2 separate regions of the Macaca mulatta genome follow, and region 1 is linked to region 2. A link is a contact called in public Hi-C data. All regions are on one chromosome and are shown on one strand. Each heading gives the region's core, a stretch centred on a gene start, on an enhancer-like site or on the middle of the called end of the contact. The rest is flanking DNA. Distances are from core to core; before and after follow the strand shown.

Evidence for each region. Hi-C and Micro-C count contacts between places; a contact is called where the count stands out from the background.
Region 1: a contact with region 2 is called in a Hi-C map of fetal cortex germinal zone, with 4 times the contacts expected there. The contact joins the promoter of PTPRF here to the promoter of ST3GAL3 in region 2. A contact is called at or near these places in 2 of 14 Hi-C or Micro-C datasets (fetal cortex germinal zone and liver).

What each region holds. Positions count from the first base shown.
Region 1 is chr1:197,134,436-197,141,023 of T2T-MMU8v2.0, reverse strand. It overlaps PTPRF (protein tyrosine phosphatase receptor type F), which reads left to right and starts at 3,371. Exons shown (of 30, transcript XM_077960287.1): 1 at 3,371-3,582. All of the region lies in intron 1 of MED8 (mediator complex subunit 8), which reads right to left. It overlaps LOC144337853 (a long non-coding RNA gene), which reads right to left and starts at 1,899. Exons shown (of 2, transcript XR_013411460.1): 1 at 1,572-1,899; 2 at 1,341-1,517.
Region 2 is chr1:196,956,303-196,962,451 of T2T-MMU8v2.0, reverse strand. It overlaps ST3GAL3 (ST3 beta-galactoside alpha-2,3-sialyltransferase 3), which reads left to right and starts at 4,600. Exons shown (of 11, transcript XR_013403186.1): 1 at 4,600-4,757. The region is part of intron 1 of MED8 (mediator complex subunit 8); the gene reads right to left. It overlaps KDM4A (lysine demethylase 4A), which reads left to right. Exons shown (of 23, transcript XM_077960314.1): 21 at 687-806; 22 at 1,090-1,182; 23 at 1,300-2,542. The coding sequence ends at 1,440.

The DNA.
Region 1 (6,588 bases), core at 2,122-4,621, 180 kb before region 2:
CAGGGCTACGGAAGACTGGGGCTGGATGAGCGCTCAGACTTGGTCAGGGAGCTGTTTCCTCACTTAGTCATTTATGTCTGATGGTTCCTTGAGCACGGATAGGAAAGTCAATCTTCATTCCTTTAACAAATATGTATCTATTGTGTGTCAGGACCCTGTGCTGACCACTGGGATATGACAGGGGACAAGGTGGACTCATTTCTCCTGCCTGCAAGGAACCTGCTGTCCATAGATCGGGGAGACAGACACAGATGCAAACAGTAGTGACAGCCAGGATGGCTTCCTGGAGGAAACAATGGTTCCAAACACATACAGTTGGCTCTGAGGTGCCAAACACACTAAAGGTAGAGCAAGTCTTTTTTTTTTTTTTTTTTAACGGAGTCTCACTCTGTGGCCCAGGCTGGTTCAAGCAATTCTCCTGTCTTAGCCTCCCAAGTAGCTAGAATTACAGGTGCACAACACCACACCTGGCTAATTTTTGTATTTTTTTTTTCTTTTAGTAGGGATGGGGTTTCACCATGTTGGCCAGGCTGATCTCGAACCCCTGACCTCAGGTGATCTGCCTGCCTCAGCCCCCCAAAGTGCTGGGATCATAGGCGTTAGCCACTGTGCCTGGCCAGTAGAACAAGTCTTAAGGGGTCTTATATTATAACTGCATGCAAGAGAAGTTAAGACCAGTTTGGCTTTGTGTGTGTGTGGACTGAAACCCAAAAGCCAGAAACTCTCTGCATGTGTCCCTCGTGAAGCCGTATGGTCTCTAGTCTCTATTTTTCAAAATTTGCAGGACTGATGACTGATTGGACAGTGATGCAGGAGGGAAGGTCTCTGCATGTCAGTGACTAAGTGACTGAAGATGACACTGCCTGAGACGGGGAGTACTGCAGATCTGGGATGGGCAGGACAGAGGAGGCTCTTAGTTATACGGATGTGGAGCTCACAGGAGCGGCCCAGACTGGAGATAGAGACTTGGAAGTCATCAGCATATGGTTGGTAGTGGTCAAGATGATCCAGGGAAAAGGGGCAGAGCAAGAGAAAAGAGGAGGCCTAGGACAGAGTCCCAGAAGAGCAGAAGAAGAGGTGGTAAAGGAATCGGAGAGAGAAGCCAGTGAGGAGAGGGTGGGCCAATGAAGCCAAGGAAAAGAACTGCTTTAATAACTCAGCAATGGGCAGGCATAATTGGCTGAAAGTATACTTTTAAAATTTGGGGGCCGACAGGAAAACTCTAAATCCTCAAAGTTCTGGAAAAAAAGGCAAAAATGCTTAAAGATGCATAAAATTTGCAATACCTCCCCTATGGTGCACCAAAATTACCAATTGTGAAAAACCACACACTGGAAATATTCTTTTTTTTTTTTTTTTTTTTTTTTTTGAGACGGAGTCTTGCTCTGCCGCCCAGGCTGGGGTGCAGTGGCCGGATCTCAGCTCACTGCAAGCTCCGCCTCCCAGGTTTACGCCATTCTCCTGCCTCAGCCTCCCGAGTAGCTGGGACTACAGGCGCCCGCCACCTCACCCGGCTACTTTTTTGTATTTAGTAGAGACGGGGTTTCACCGTGTTAGCCAGGATGGTCTACTTTTTTGTATTTAGTAGAGACGGGGTTTCACCGTGTTAGCCAGGATGGTCTCGATCTCCTGACCTCGTGATCCGCCCGTCTCGGCCTCCCAAAGTGCTGGGATTACAGGCTTGAGCCACCGCGCCCGGCCGGAAATATTCATTTTTGATCCGTTTGTCATCCAAACCAAACTGTCTGTCCAGAATCACCAGAGCCAGTCCCATCCCCTCCTCACACACCAGGGGGCGCACACGCACTGTTTGTGAATTCAAGTTCAGGACAAAAACAGGCAGTGAAATCAGGTGGTTACCAGAACCTGATCCCTCAGCCCAGATCCCTGAACATCACAGCAACCTTGCCCTGCACATTACCACGTGATCCCTGAATCCAGGCACCTCAACAATGTCCAAATTTTATTTCTCACCTGACTCCAAACTCAGGTGTTATACCAGAAACACCCCGCAGAAGAAACCCCACAGAGGAGAAATGTCATCTCTTCCTCTGCTCAGTTACCTGACCCAGGGCAGCGGGGGTAGGTTCCCCCAATCTTCATGGTGAAGCCTAGCAAGCAGTGGGGGAGAATGGGGGAGTGGGGGGTGGGGGGGGCGGGGCGGTAGATAGGAAAGAACTGGTGTGGCTTTGGCTGACTCTTCAGTAGTTGTAGCATGGATTGCATGGGGGCGGGGTCTGGAGGCAGGGGCTCTTGGGTTGAAGCTCATCAAATCCCTCTCATCAGTGGGTCTTGGAATAAATCTTCAGGTAGGTTGTTGGTTTCACCCAGACATTTCTAGGGTCATCATTTGAGTTTGATATGAGAAGTCAGAAACTCAATACTGAGATTTAAATTTGACTTAGAGGGCATTATCACGTCTTTAATTCCGAGGCCAATGTAAGGTTCACAGTTGGAATTGGTATAATATTGGGGTATTAGCCAGCCTCTGCTTGGGGTTGACACTAGGTCAGAGAAGTGGAGGGTGAGCATGAGGATGAAGGGGCTTTGTGTGGGGTTTCTGCAAAGCCAGTCTCATCTTGGATTCTAAGATTATTATTAAAGCTGGGTTGGTTTAGGGTCCTAAATGGTCTCAAGGTTGGGTGGGGTTTCAGGTCAGTATCTTTGTTTGGGGGTCCTTTTCTGGTGACTCAATCCCAACTCTGGAATTGAGAATCCCAATTCAGAGTGCATTGGTGTTGATCTGGGAATGGGAGAGCAGTACTGGAGTTTTATGTAAGGCTTGGGGTTCAGAAGAGAGAGAATTGGGGTCCATAGCAAGGTAGCTTTTGGACTTTAGGGTTCATTTAGGGACTGGGGGCTGAGCATTAGCACAGGGGTCCATTTAAGGTCCAGAGTTGGTGCTAACATCACTATCAAGGTTAGGGCAGGTAGAGTAATAAAGAGGTTTAGAGTCAGAATTGGTATTTGGGATCAGTACAGAGGTTCAGAACAAAATTCCTACTTGTGCTAATTTGGGGGCAGATTAAGGGCTTTGGATTCAATATTGGGTTTAGGGCAAGGTGTAGACTCAGTATCAGGTTCAGATCTGTATGGGGAGGAAATGCGGTCCTAGAATGGTATTAGGTTCATGCTAGGACTGGGAACCACTAGAAGGATCTGGATGTAGTATCAGAGTTTGGTCTGTCCATGTTCATTATTGGGGTTCGGGTTCAACATTGAGGTTCCGGTCGGTTTCGACTTGGCGTTGAGTTGTGGCCTCTCTGGGCCTCCGCGGCTCCGCGGCTCTACGAGCGAGAGTGCACGAGGGGAGGGGCGGCGCCGGGGGCGCGCACGGCAGGGGCAGGGGCGCGGGCGCGAGCGAGAGGGGAGCGCGCGGCTGGAGCTGGCGCGGGAGCGGCGGGAGCGGTGGCGGCGGCAGAGGCGGCGGCTCCAGCTCCGGCTCCGGCTCGGGCTCCGGCTCCAGCTCGGGTGGCGGTGGCGGGAGCGGGACCAGGTGGAGGCGGCGGCGGCAGAGGAGTGGGAGCAGCGGCCCCAGCGGCTTGCGGGGGGACATGCGGACCGACGGCCCCTGGATAGGCGGTGAGTGACCCCCAGGCCCCCCGCCAGCCCCCTCCGCGCCCGTCTCTTCCCCGTACTCCTTGCCCTCCCCGCTAGTCCACCCGGCGGAGCTGGGGGCGGTCCCGGGGGGACGAGGGCGCCGCTGAGGCCGGGCCGCGCCCCCACCTGCCGCGCCCGCAGCCTCGGCGAAGCCCCCCCCACGCCCCAGCCTGGCGGCTCCTCCCCGCTCACCCCGCGGCAGACGCGCCCCCAGCGCTGCCGGCTGGCTCGCTCCCCGCCGCCCCTCGCTGCCTCCCTCCCTCTCCGCCGCACCTTAGCCGCAGCCCGCCCCCCCTTCCCCCGCCCAGCGCAAAGTTTCCCGTTTGCGCTCTTGCTCCCCCTCATCAGTCCCGCCTCGTCCCCCCTTCTAGCGCGGACGCGCTCCGGGGGCGGCCCTCAGACCCCTCAGCCCCCGGCTCCGGGCGGGTCCAGGCCGCGCCCCCGCCCCCGCCGCACAGGCGCCCCCTCCCAGCCGACGGGGGATCCGCAGCCGGCGCGCCCGGGTCTCGCTCGCGGCCCCGGCGCACGTGCAGTCCCGGGCTGCGCCGGGCGCGAGTTTGGAGCCCCCCACCCCCTTCGTTCGCGAGCACGGGTTGGGGAGGGGCTGAACGGGTTGTGCCCGCCCCCAACCGGGTGCAACGCCCTGGAGGCCCTGGAGCGACCTGTCCCATGAGGACGTGGCCACTCGGACCCGCTCCGAAAGTTCACTCAGCGGCTGCCCCGCGTCCTGTCCCGAGCCGTGCCGGCTCCCCATCGTCGTGCCCACGTCTCTGTCTCGGCTGCTTTCTGTTTTCCTTGGCGTCTTTGCCTCCCCGTGTCAGTGCCCCTGCAATCCCAGGGTCTCTCCGGCTGTCTCCGTTCTTTTTCCCCAGATCACTCTGTTCTTTCTCCCCAGGTCTCTCCGTTCTGTCTCCCTGGGTCATCTTGTTCCCTGTTCCTGAGTCTCTCTGTTCTCTCCCCTTGGGTCTCTTCTGTTTCCTCTCCCTGGGTTCTGTCTCCCTCCCTAAGTGTCTCTCTGCCTCTTGTCTCTCACGCATCTCTTGGTGTCTCTGCACCCTCTGTGCTAGGCGCCCCCCCATTTCCCTGGAATGCTGCCCCTCTGGTTCTTCCACCTCGGAGGGGGAGGGGCTAGACTTTCTCCCCATTTCAAACCCCCCTGCCCCCCAGTGCAGGGCCCCTGAGTTGGAGCAGGTTGGGGGTGGGGAGCGCTACCTGCCTGAGCTGTGAAATGGGAGAGGGAGGCTGCCCCAGCCTGCGGGTTGTCTGGATCTCCCTGAGGGGCCACAGAGCAGGGCCGGGAGGCTGCATTAGGATGAGGAAGGCTCCACTTCTGAAGGAACAAGGGCAGAGATCCAGAGCGACCTGGTGCCAGATCTGGCCTGAGAACCAGGGAAGTGCACTGGGGTGAGAGGCGTAGAAAAGGATATGGGGTGTTGGTTCCAGGCGGGTGCTCATGGGGAGAGATCTGCTGAGAAGGGAAGATCTGATGGGGGATCCTTTGGGAGGCTTCGGGGATCTGAGGGATCCAGAAGAGAGTTCTGACAGGCTATCTAAGGAAATTTCTGTGCTTAGCGCCTTATTAACTCTTGCTTCAGGGAGCATGAAAATCCCTGTTTTTTACTGATTATATGAATGAGCCTAGGGCTCCGAGAAGGAGCAGGTGTAACTCCCCAAGTACAACCCCCTACATTCTCCGCCCCAGGCACAGGCCACAGTCTCTCCTACCCTCTTGCCTTCATTTCCACACTCAGCTCACCCCCCTCCACCCCCCCACACACTCCCTGTTCAGCTGCTTTCTTGACCCCACTCACAAACCTGGACCCGCATGCCGGCCAGTGCTCAAGCAATCTGTGCCTGCACACTCGCAGCACACCTGTGCACATGCACAGTCATCCTTGTGCATTTTTGTATATGCACTTTCTTGCACATTTTACTTGCTCAGTCTCCCTCATCATTTGAAGTGTCTGTATAGTGTTGTGTGTTTTTTTTTTTTAGTTTCTTTTTCCAACTGCTCTTCCTCTTCCCTCTTTCAACAAGAAAATTGTTTTAACATAATTCCTTCCTTTTTCCCTTTCTTCCTTCCTCTTGCAACTACTGATACCTCCCCTTTATCCAGCTTTGTGTGCCCTGTGCAGGTTGGCTTGGTGTACAGGGCTGCCGAGAGAGGAGGGGGTGGTTGGGTGCTGGTGAAGAAATTTGGCGGGGCAGAGTTATAGACTGCAGCAGACGTAAACTAGCAACACATCTTTTGTAGGTAATCGTATTGATATGCAGCAAAATACCAGCCCTGGCAATTTGGGCACAGTCCACCCTTTTTTCCATCAGCCCGAACTATGGGAGTCTAGCTTTAAGGATCCTCACTGGGGGCGGGGAGGAGGGGACCCAGACCTCCTGCAATAGAGGTTGTGATACATACCACGGCTCCTCCACTTTCCAGCTTCAGGCCTCAAAGAGGCCCCTTTCTCCCTGAGTCTCAATTTCACTCCCTGTAAAATGGGGCAGCTAATCCAACCCGGACTTGGTCCCAGGGCTGTTGTAAGAATCCAAGGGAACTGTGTGGCAGTGCATCATCAGCAGTGGCAGTCACTTCCCATGTGACTGACACTGCTGTGTGCTTGGTCCAAGCTTGCAGCCAGGGCCCTGCCCTCGAGAAGCTCGTGGTCCCTGGGGGAGCAGGTTGCACCATGAGAATGCAAAAGCAATTCAGTTACCTGTTATTGATTGCTGACTGTGTGCCAGACCCCGGGGTAGGCACTTTCAGCCCCGGCTGCCTTGCTTCCTTTGGGACTAACAGCTATGTAGAAGAGGCAGCCCACGCCTAAGGTTCAGGCATCTGCTCAACTAAAGCAGCTGCAGTTCTGAGTTGAGTTAGAACATTGGAAGAGTTCATCAAGAGACAGGGGAGAGTTCAGAGGTCAGGGTGAGATGAGTCCCAGAGGAGACCAAGAAGAAGTGATCTGAACTGGGTTTGAAGGGATGAATAGGAGT
Region 2 (6,149 bases), core at 3,351-5,850:
GGAGGCTGAGGCAGGAGGATTGCTAGAACCCAGGAGACTCCATCTCGGAGTCTCGCTCTGTCGCCCAGGCTGGAGTGCAGTGGCGCAATCTCGGCTCACTGCAAGCTCCACCTCCTGGGTTCATGCCATTCTCCTGCCTCAGCCTCCCGAGTAGCTGGGACTACAGGTGCCCGCCACCATGCCTGACTAATTTTTTGTGTTTTTAGTATAGACAGGGTTTCACCATGTTAGCCAGGATGGTCTATATCTCCTGAATTCGTTATCTGCCTGCCTCAGCCTCCCAAAGTGCTGGGATTACAGGCATGAGCCACCATGCCTGGCCAAGAAAAAAACATTTCTTATAGTTGAGTATGGTTCTGGTATTTTTTCATGGCAGAGCCCTGGAGAACCCTCAGGGGAACAGTTGAGGGAATTTAAGAAGGACTCTCGATTCTGGCACTTAACTCCTGTGTTTACTAAGTTTATTATAGCTTGATTTTTTTTTTTTGGTCACCTAGAAGCAGGAGAGGGCAGAGATAGGGGCAGACTTTGACTTAGCAAGGTCTTTAACATTTTTCAGCCCAGAGAGCTGCCTTGCTCTCTAAAACAGTTACTTTGTCCTGGTTCACTCTTCCCTGAGTAGAGGACAGTTACCTTTGTGTGCAGGTGGACCTTCCTTTCACCCTCCTTCCTTCCTGTTTCCTCAGAGCCAGGACTGTCTCCAGTTGGGTCCTCCTGCTGAAGGGGAAGTGGTCCAAGTGAGATGGACAGATGGCCAAGTCTATGGAGCCAAGTTTGTGGCCTCCCACCCTATCCAAATGTACCAGGTATCCATAGGTTCTACCTTTCTAGGGAGTGGGGGGTGCTTGATTAATTCTGTGCTTCCTGTTGGGTCAGAGGCAAGTCTTTGCTCTTAGGAGAGCTAATAGGCTGGTAACCCTTTCAGAGCTAGGGGTCTGTCCTGTGTCCAGTCTGCCAAATGTGAAGTAAGGTAGTCCTTATTTTAGTGTGCTAACTCCTTCCTTTGACTGTAGGAGACTGCCACTGTGCATGGGAACCAGGGAAAGAGTCAGGGATATCCTAGCCAAAAGGCCTTTGTTTCCTTGGTAGGTGGAGTTTGAGGATGGCTCACAGCTTGTGGTTAAGAGAGATGATGTATACACACTGGATGAAGAGCTTCCCAAGAGAGTCAAATCTAGACTGGTGAGTATTTTCTGTGTGTCCCCAGTTCCTGTCTTGGAGGGAGGGAACAAGGCAAGGATGCATCCCTTTGTATTTTTCTTAGGGTAGCTGACATTTGGCTTGCTTATTCTTCTATAGTCAGTAGCCTCAGACATGCGCTTCAATGAGATTTTCACAGAGAAAGAGGTTAAGCAAGAAAAGAAACGGCAACGAGTTATCAACTCAAGATACCGGGAAGATTATATTGAGCCTGCACTATACCGGGCCATCATGGAGTAGGTGCTTCCAGGGTCCAAGGAATTCCCAGCCATCCAGGCAAGAGCACTCTGGGTTCCACAGCACAGCAGACATGGAACTCTGAAGTCTCTGAAAGTGAAGTTGTAAAAAGAAAAGGAATGAAATAACCGACCCATCATCCTCCCACCCACCCTCATTGCATTCCGCTGTAGCGAAAGGACGAGCCGTTTCTGGGCACGTGGCAGCAGTCGCTGATCTGCCAGCTACGGGGCTGAGCACTGGAATGCTGTGGCTGCACTGGCCCCAGTCCATAGAGGGGTCAACTGTGCTGGCTGGACTGGCTGCCCTGTTCCTGGCCTAGGACTTAGCTTCATAACTATCACCTGCACCTACTAGGCTGAGGTGCTGGTACTTGCCCCAGCCCCTACTTTTGTATTTATATGTGTGTATGTGTGCGCGCGCGTGTGTGTGTGTATGTATGTTTGGTCTGGACCAGCTTCTGCCAGCCCCTGGCCTTTACTTTCTTCCTTGCCTATGCAGGGCAAACAAAATGTGAAATTCTGCCCTCAGCTGAGCTGAGTAAGGGCTCCTGGGGGTTGGCTGGAGATGGGTGTGGCATCTGTCCAGGCCTGGAACAGCCTCAAGACAGTGCTGGCAGAGCTGCAGTATTGAGATGCTAAGGAGCTGATGCCACCTCTTTGTCTTCCCCTGAAGGAGAACATGGGGATAACATGGGTGTGTGCCCACAACACTCTAGGTGCAGAGCCCCTGTGGCAAAGTATTAGAGGGTGTGGGTGGGGATTACCCTGAAGCGGGGATTTTAATGATGGAAGCAGGCAGAGCCTGGTGGGTGATTCTGTCAACAGAAAATTGCAATCATGCAGGGGCTTACTGTAGGGTTAGGACGAAAAAACTGGGGCCATTGGAGGCCCACTGTGGGTGGGAGGGAGCTGATTTTGGGGTGGGGGTGGGACTAGAGGGCAATACTGAAGGGGTTAAACAGGTTTTTGCTCCTCGAGAATTTGTTTGCCGGGCCCAGGGTTGGAGGGCTTCACACCAATACCCTGTGTATACAAGAATCAGATTTATAATACTTCCCCTTTTTTGTTACGTATGAACACTATAAACCAAATTATTTTGAAAACTGGTGCATCACCTTGTCCTTAGCAATAAAATGTGTTGAGCAGAGGATTGGCTGTCTGCCCCAAGGAGCCCAAGTGGTCCACGTCAGGCTGGGGGTGTATCTAGTCATAGGCTCTGGAGCAGGGCTGTGTTTTTGAAGACAAATCAGTAAGGCAGTCCCTAGGAAATTCCAGAGAGTGGGTCCTTTGCTTGTCAAGCTCTGTATTAGGCCAAGTATGGTGGGTCATGGGAACAAGGACACTTCTGGCTCTGAGCACCTCTTTGTTGTGCTTGCTCTGCCTTAGAGACAGGCAGGATGAGGTAACAGGAAGCACCAGACCAATGAGTCCTCTCAACAGAGTATCTCTCACTGCTGCCCCATTTGATACATCTTCGTTGAGCTGGCCTAAGTTCATGCCAGTATCTGTGTTATATACACATTGTGGAACCAGTGTGAAGAACGGGGTGCGTTTTAGGTGCTTGAAAAGCAAGGGACCCAACCTCCAGTGGGATCCTCAGATTGCTCTCCGAGCTGTCTAGTTGGTGAGAAGCTTCCCTGGGGGAAGATGCAATCTCCTTTGGCTGGTGGGTCCCTGAGGTCAAACTGGACAAGGATGGGGAACCATAGAACAGGGAGGGGGGCAATGAAAAGGTGCAGGACTTGGGCGCCCCGGAGCTGCACCGGCTGGCCCTTGAACAGCCAGGCACTTCCTGAGGCATGGCCCTGTCCAGGTGCGGGAGAGGCTTGGGTCAGCTCAGCTACTCTGGATGCTTCCTTGTGCCCCTGCGGGTGAGAGGTGGTTGCTAATGTATCTCATTGTGAAGAAAGGTGCAGGAGGTGATCTTTTTATGTCAGCTCCCTCCTGGGGCCCAGAGAGGGAAGTTGGCCTTCCCCCCCCCCCGCCCCCCGCCCCACTTGAGGATTCCCAGGGGATGTAGCAAGGGAGGCTGGGCAGAACCAGGCCTTAATGGATTGGTGAGAGAGCCCAATTCACTAATCCATCCATCTTTAAAAGAGAGGAACACTTCACCAGGCTTTTTACACAGGGTCCCTACCTTTCTCGATGACCCCACTTCCTCCAGCGGTGGGCGCTGGGTTTAATCCCAGCAGTTTTTACTCAACAGCTGACCAGTTTTCCAGAAACCACTTTTTATTTTGGTCAACGTAATAACTCTTAGGAAACCGCAACTCAGGTGATCCAAATCACACAGACCGGTCTATTCTCCCCCCTACTGGCTGCCTATGCAGTCGGGTCGACCTCGAGAACTGGCCCCAGTCAAAAGCGGCACCTCCTGGTCTGCCAGTCCCTTCCTGCCTTAGGCAGCTCCTCCCAGAAGCCTTTTTGTAGGGCAAACTGCCTTCCCTCAGTAAGGTAGGGCCTTTGGATCCAAGGTTGCAGTTTAAAGACCACCCCAGCTTTGTTGAGGAATACAGTTTTAAATCCCGCCCCAGGCGGATAACACCAGGGCTCAGCCGCAGGAATGAAAAACTGGGGTGGGAGGGCTGCAAAGTGTAAGTGGGGCTTGGAGGCCCTGTGCCATGCCCGGACTAAAAATGTTCTACGAGTCTCTTAACGCTCATCTCCGTGCCCCCTTACCCACCAGGGCCCACGGAGGTCTGAAGCTTTCGGCCTCAGTGAGCGGACTGGGTGCGCTCACAACCTGGAGGGCGAGATGAGATGTTCCTCGGTGTGAAGTGGCGGTGACTACCCCAGCACTTTGCGTTCCCCGCGCGGGCGACGAAACAGGCTCTCGAGGGGAGAGAGCCGTGCGTCCTCTGGGCCGTGAAGCCGGGGGAAGAGGGTTCCTCTAGACGGCTCGACGTGCCCGGGAGAGACACCCGCGCTGAACCTGCAGGCTGTGGCGCTCCACTAGCGCGAAGCTCTAACCCCGCACTTGCCGCAGCTCTGGTCCCGTGGTAGGCGGGGTGGGCGGGCTGGCAAATCCGCGGCTCCTGCGTCTATTGGCCTGCTCGGGGCAGCGCAGCTCCGCATTGGCCAGGTCCTCGCTCCGCCCGGCTTCCGCGCGCCCATTGGTCGCAGGCTCCCGACCGGGTCGCGGCCGCGCGCTCCGCCCGCCGCTGCGTCCCCACTATGGCGGCGCCCATGCAGCCCACCGCGTCGTGGGCGCCCGCCGGGGTCCCCCGCGGCTGTCGCCGCCGCCTCCGCCGCCGCCTCCGCCTTCCTGCCCCGCGTCGGGCCGGGCGCCACCTTCCCCCTGCCTCCCTCTCCGCTGTGGTAAGGGCCTGCCCAGTGCGCTTCGGGGCGCGATGGCTGACCGCGAATAACGGTCACCGCGCCGCCCCGCCCCTCCCCCGCCGGCCGCGGTTCCCGGGCTGGGCGGGGCGCGGAGCCCGCGCGCTAGTGCCCGGGAAGGAGGGGTCGGGGCACGGCCCAGTTGTCCTTCGGGCTAGGGGCCCGGTATGGGGATGACCTCGCCTGGGTGGGGGCCGCCGAGCCTGGGGGAAAGGCCGCCAGGACGCGGGCCAGGAGGTCTGAGGTCATCTCTGTGCGGGACCCCGCAGCGCTGCGCACCTTGGCGCAGAGCCCCGACACCATCATTCGGGCCCTGCTGTGGGAAGAGGAAAGAAAAGTCCAGGGAGCGCCTGAGCGGGAATCGGCAGCGTATGGGTAGTCGTTGTCATTGCTTACTGCTCTAGGGGGGGCCAGAACCGGGGTCAGTTTGATCAGCAAAGTACGCCTCTCTTGCTTCCTTTCCTTCTGGCACTTTCCCCCGTTGTCTCCTCGGTGCTTTTGCTTGCAAGAGAATATATCTTAGAGAGAAGAGCAGATTTGGTTAAGAGAGTGTCCCATGAACATTTTGGATTCCTTTTTACAACAATGTCCCTTTTTATGATTCCTCAGTAAGCCTCATTTTTGTTTATGTTTCCTTCACGTATGAGGAAGGAGTGAAATCTTATAACTGAATGTAATTAATTGAATGGGGGACCAGTGAAGGCAGCTATTACCTCAGGAAGTAAAATACTCAAAACTTTTCAGTGGATGTACTGTGAATTATAGATAGCTGGACATGAAGGTAGGAAAAAACTCTTACTAGGTTACTAAAAGTAAGATAGTCCCCATGACAAATTAGGTTGTTTCTAAGTCAGAATTATCTTGTAGAGATGATCACTGAAATGTTTGGTGTACTTTCAAGTCAACAGAGGATTAAAAGGAAGCTGGCACAGAAATTTATTACCAAATGATATTTTCAAATAATCTTTTAAGGCAATAACAGCTCCTCCTATGATTAGAAATTCTTAAGAATATTTTGAGATACTAAGTGGTGAATCTCTTCATTTCACATGTCTGTCTAACCATGGCTTAATAAAAATAAAATATTAATGATGAAACAAGGCATTCATGTTCTTAGAGACTAACAGACTTTGTATCAATCAATGGAACGCCTCTTGAGTATATGTTTTATGCAAGGCATTGACTGAGGGGAAACTCAAAACCATTTAAGATAAGAAACTTGTTCTAATGGGCCTATAATATAGTTGAGGGAATAAAGCACACACATGACAGTGATAACTATGATATGGTCTCTAGAATTCCAAGATGGTAGGTACTATGAGAAACCGGGAAAAGGAGAAATCAGTGTGTTTGAGGAAGGTTTCACAGGGAAGC